2 separate regions of the Danio rerio genome follow, and region 1 is linked to region 2. Evidence: chromatin contacts called from public HiCAR-type data. All regions are on one chromosome and are shown on one strand. Each heading gives the region's core, a stretch centred on a gene start, on an enhancer-like site or on the middle of the called end of the contact. The rest is flanking DNA. Distances are from core to core; before and after follow the strand shown.

Region 1 (2,799 bases), core at 234-2,733, 130 kb after region 2:
GCCTGTTTGTTGTTGGGGTGACACAAAGGTGAATTGTCCGAAAGATCAAGTCATAAAATTCTTATGCACTCAGTTATCATCACACCTCTTTACAAACATCCCAGAGGTTTTCATAAATACCCACGCGTTTAGCAAATTTGATAAAACGTTGCCATTAAGTTCACATTAAATTATAAAACAGTGATTTTTAATCCTAACTTACTGATTGTTCTATATGCAATCAACAATCTTATTTATGCACGGTCAAACTGGGCTATTTTCTACCTTCTTAATTTTGATTAAGCCCAGTTTTCATTTAATTTTGTGTAGTTTTGTTTACTTTCATAGATCATCAGAGGTTTACGATGTCAACAACTGATCTTTTTTATATTAGGCTTTGCTTTATCTAGTATAGTTGCATGAACTGTTTGACTGCTTTTTTTAGATGTAAAACAATTGACTTGGTAAAAATCAATTTTTCTATATTTTGTATTTGCTTGTGAATAAACTGGATTGTTTGAACTGTGTTCAGGATTTGGTTGGAAAAATGAAGGACGCCGCAAAAAGTGTCGAGAGAGCAACACAGTCATGATTCCTGGAGGTTGTCTAACCAAACGCATCTTTCCGGTTTCTTTTTGTTCTGTTGTTCTTGCATATCGATTAATATTATCTGGTGCTGTGGTTGTTTGTTTGTGGTTGTTTTTCCAAAATGTCATTTTCATAAAATCCACAATAAATCACTTTTAAGCAAGGCTGTCTTTGTGTATGCTAGACTTTATTTCTTTGACGCAATTAAGAAGAAATCAATATTTTAGCATTAAAGTGTAAATATGTGTTGCGCATATATATATATATATATATATATATATATATATATATATATATATATATATATATATATATATATATATATGAGAGAGAGAGTATAAGGACAGAACAGAAAAGACTGCGAGTATGCTATAGATACCGTTGAGTCATATTTGTAGAGTCAGGATTTTCTAGGGGACTCCCGGTCGTATGAGGGAGAGTTCGCAATGTTTTTCTGTACTGCTCTCTGCAACATTCATCACCGTGAATTAATTCAGCAACGCATGCAATGTCTGAACATGCCATCGGCTAATTAATTAAATACTTCCTTGGTGCATTTGCAAGTTTAGATTATGCAGATGTGTATAAATAGAAAATCTTACGGTAAGTTGATCATGTCTATGTTTTGAATCATTCTTTTTTAGCGCTGTTAGCGGATTTTATTTATTTTGTAGACATGTGGCAAACGGTTCTAAGCTGACCTACAAGAACCTATCCTATTGTGTAAACCTTACACGAGCTGGACCACGGTCAAACAGACTTTGAAAAGCAATTCTTTGTTATTTGTTGAGCGAGAGCCGCGCTGAATACACCGACACATATTCCCAGGCCACCCTTAAGGAATTAGATCACGTGATGCACGGGGCGGTCGAACTACAAGCCATTTTGGGGACGGTGTCAGTTTCCACTGAACCATCAGCGCAGCATTTTTCAAAGAGAAGACTGAAGGCGCTAGTCTGGAGAAAACGCACATCAGCCTGGCTGTTTTACACGCGGGAGGTCTAAATACGAAACCGGTTACGTCTCTCCAACAAAGCAAGGCACGCACATCGACAACAGGACCTTTTCTATTTTTTATTATTGTACTGCGCCCTGCTCCACCGTTCTCTTATTGCAATTGACAGCGTCTGCAGCCCTTTTCAAGATGGCCGCTTGGCTCGTATTCATTTTCTGCTGATCGACTTATAACTTTCATTGTCTAACCAGCACCAGGCTCGACTATTCACTCCAGTCCAGAAAGGTACATGTTCTTCGATATCTCCCCTTACATATGTCTAATTCCAATTCAGTGTTTTTGTGAGCTTAAAATGGAGACGTACGTTAGGATGCGGGAACTGACAGGCTCGCGTACGCAACATTGTCTCCGTGTCTCCGCGTGCTTACAGATTTGAGTTATTTTATCTAAGAATTTTGTTTAATGGGTCCACGAATGACTCTTTTTGAGTTGTGTGGTATTCAGTTATTGACATCATGATGTTTGTTTGGTGTTTCTAGCTAGAAGAAACGGTTTAGTTATTAATGAATCCTGACCGTGCACGCGAAATCGGGTAAAGACGGGTCGCCTGTTTATGTCAGGCAGGTTTCTAAAGGATTTTCTGTTTGTCGTAACATTAACTAGTTATCTAAATTTATAGATATGCAATCTGTATGATGTTTACTTGTGATCAAACTTGTTGTTTTGCTAAATTGTGCCTATTTGTGCGTTTTTTTAACTTAAATTTGCACAGTAACCTAAACATGCCAGGTTGTCGGATATACAGGACAAAGCATTCAGTAGCTGACAGCAAACATTCACTACACAGACGATGTGTGGTTGACAAAACAACACATTAAACAATATACTTATTTTACGAATATAACGTTTTTCAGCGTTTACTTTAATTTATCCATCTGACTTAAATTGCTGTTTGGACATCCTATATTGTAGGTTACAAGATTTGTTTGGATCTAAGGATATATCTGTTGGACTTTGAAGCCACTTTACCATTCAAATATATATTTTTACGTGTATGGCTATATACATTTATTTATACTTGAGCTAAATTATTCGTTTTCACCTGTTTTTATGTAGGCTAATGTGTGGAAGCCTTGCTGTTTTTTGTCGCTGCATGTCAAGGGGTAATCTTTTAGTTTATCTTTTAGAACTGAACTTTGTCGCTTTGACCTTTGTTGTTTAAAAAAACATAAGTCTATCACGCGTTTAGCCTATATCTTGTTTTAGAAATTGCAGCT
Region 2 (2,806 bases), core at 216-2,715:
CTAAAACCAAACATGCTAAACACGTTAAACAGTTTCAAGAATCTGGACTGGCAACATTGATTTAAAGGAATAGCATGAAGAAGCCTACACACCAGAATGTTTAAACCTAAAACAGTCAAATCCGTCTTTGGAAACTCCTAATTTTTTTTCTTAGGCTAGATGTTAGTGGAGTAAAAAAAATAGTTGTTTTAAATTCAATGTTTATCTAGTTAAAGTCTCATTCATCACCTGAAAAAAACTTGTAGTGGTTGGCATTTCTTATACATTTCTGCAAATTAGATTTTTTTTAATCAATTTTATTTGTTAATTATAGCCTACATTATAGGCTAACATGTAGAATATTATTTGGATTTACGATAGGGTCAAAAGTCAAATATTTTGAATCGTTTAGACGTAGGAGTTATTCTGAATGCTAAACATACTAGTTTAATTCACAGTAGGAACAGTTGATTTACCGTGTTTCACTAAGGCCTGTAAAGCCTCATCATCTAGCTTGTGTAAATGACGAGCCAAGTTGCTCATATGTCTACAGCATTTTTATTGACCACCTACTAGATATGATGAATATTTAGTAATAGATGCATTTTAAATCATTGTCATGCAGCTTTTATAATACAGTTTTGAGGTCCAAATGGAAATATATATATATATATATATATATTTTTTTTTTTTTTTTACATATTAGTTTGATGTCCTTCCCTCTGAATGAGCTGTGGTTCAGTTTTCCTATTCCTATGGAGCGACTTTAAAAATCATCTTAAAACAACGCCTACTGACAGGCCATTGGCCTGCAAGGCTATTTAGACTGCTTATTTATTACTGTTCTGTAGAAATATATAGCCTATTATATTGCTCCTACAATAAAGGTAATTCTCTATGCGTTTTAAATATACATATTTCACGTGCCGTATAGGCCAATCATATGCGTTAATAGAATAATGGAAGAGCATTGAGTTTCTATGAGATAGCAATTGTTTCGTACTTTTTTAGTTATGCATCTTTCAAAAACTAAAAATCGAACATAGGCCGAAAGAGAAACCACCGTTATTTCCTCAACAATTTCATTTTAGAAGTATACTAATTATGTTATTTATTCTATGCTATATAAAACAAAAATACAGCTATAGGGAATTTTCCTGTAAAACCATCTAGCGTTTACTTGTATCCAATTTTAGGCCTTGCCTAACAATACACGTAAATAGACTAATGGACTGACTTTTATCCCTTATGGTTAACAAATAAATCAATTGTAGGCCTAGGCTATTTCGCAATTTTATGAACCCAATTTTTTTTTATCAACATCAAAATAAATCTAATCTGCCTTGGAAAGAAAGATAACCCTATTAAGCAGTAAGTATTTAATTTATACCATTGTTTGCCAGGGTCAAGATCGCTTGGTGTGATTTGTTCGTTCCACCTTAAATCCTTTTGTCCTCCCCTTTAAGAGAAAAGATATCCACACGTTCCTGCCCGAGCGAGGGCGCCAAATGCACGTGTAATGACGATGCGCTCGACGAGACGAACTGTCACTTGCGCTTCTGTTCTTACTCAAACACGTCGAGACCACGGCCGTTTTTTATAATTTATGTTCACGCAGTTCATGTATACCCCACGACGCAGTGGCTGAAAAGTTTTTTTAGGTATAAGTATACTGTTTTACGTGCTTATTCCCACCCTCACATTGGCTACACCAACCATTTCGTCTCTTCGGCATCGGCTTTTCCCACAACTGTTCTATATTACATGTTTACAGTATAAGACGTCTTTAGTCAAATTTTGTATAGGTAAAGGGAAGTTAAAAGCCGACATTAGCTTAAATAATATTAATATTATCGTTAAATACAACAAATGGCATGCTACACACGCTTCAGCGAAATGAAACAAGCATATTGGTCTTTTTTCGTTGTTTTTTTACTTTTGCACCGTTCAAAGACACATCTTTAGGCTTTATTAAAGCAGTGATTTGTGCCAACATTAGTCGGTATATCAAGGATTTGAATTATTTCTGGCTGATATTTCGCACCGCTGTGAAAATGCCTAACAGCAATTCGCGTTCGGCATTAATGTATGCATAAACATACATCCAAGCTTTAAACAGAAATTCACATGTAAAAAAAAATTGACCAACAATACAGACCAAAAGAAACGAACGGAATAAAGGCTATACTGTCGTAGCCTGCTGTGCGAGAAACGACTGGACCATGTGGCTGCAGTTCAGAATAGTTGTAGGCTAGGGATTTCTTTTCTTTTTTATACGGATAATTTTTGACAAATAAAACGTTGTTGTTTTCTGATTAACAAATCCACCTGCATCTAAAGATTTTGAAGAGCCAGGCGAAGTGCGACGGGTTAAATGGTTAATCGATTTGGTTTGCTGACATCCAGGGAGGAACAGGTGATTTTTTTTTTTTTTTTTTGGAAGGCTGTTCTGTTTTAAATGTGGAAAAAATAAATTCATTTGCTTGAGCACTTTATTGGAATCGGTTAAATTATACATGTCCCTAACAAACTGGTCATTTTAACAGAAATGCTCAACTTAAATACACGTTGCAATGAAATCAAGTGTAAGATTACGTTGTGCGGTTACTCAAGTGTTGTATTTATTTACCGTGAATAAACCTCTCCGCTTATGTGTTTGAACGGTGAACTTCTAACGTGTGGTCTGTTTGGAATGGTCAATTATGAAGGTCTGGCTGAAAAGCGGAATATATTACTGACTCACAGCACAATTTTTCATCAGTGTTATGAAAGACGCACGTCACCCAATGAACAAGTGTTTTGGGAGATTGTTTTAGATCAGTGCTTG

The links. HiCAR-type assays count read pairs that join an accessible place to other places.
Region 1: a contact with region 2 is called in a HiCAR-type map of caudal fin, with 6 times the contacts expected there. The contact joins the promoter of bmi1a here to the enhancer-like site in region 2. A contact is called at or near these places in 11 of 18 Hi-C or Micro-C datasets (caudal fin, embryo, gastrula embryo and 2 more) and 3 of 4 datasets of contacts at active chromatin or transcription factors (caudal fin, embryo and gastrula embryo).

The regions. Positions count from the first base shown.
Region 1 is chr24:21,128,928-21,131,726 of GRCz12tu, forward strand. It overlaps bmi1a (bmi1 polycomb ring finger oncogene 1a), which reads left to right and starts at 1,484. Exons shown (of 10, transcript NM_194366.1): 1 at 1,484-1,807. commd3 (COMM domain containing 3) reads left to right here. Exons shown (of 8, transcript NM_001008734.2): 8 at 512-730. The coding sequence ends at 571.
Region 2 is chr24:20,997,741-21,000,546 of GRCz12tu, forward strand. The region is part of intron 2 of skida1 (SKI/DACH domain containing 1); the gene reads right to left. Among named protein-coding and RNA genes, the nearest start is that of mllt10, 13 kb to the right of the region's middle. Within about 2 kb of position 1,466, at least 41 of the 62 cell types and tissues checked have an H3K27ac peak or open chromatin away from gene starts, as enhancers often do. A contact at or near this core is called in caudal fin, where this site is marked.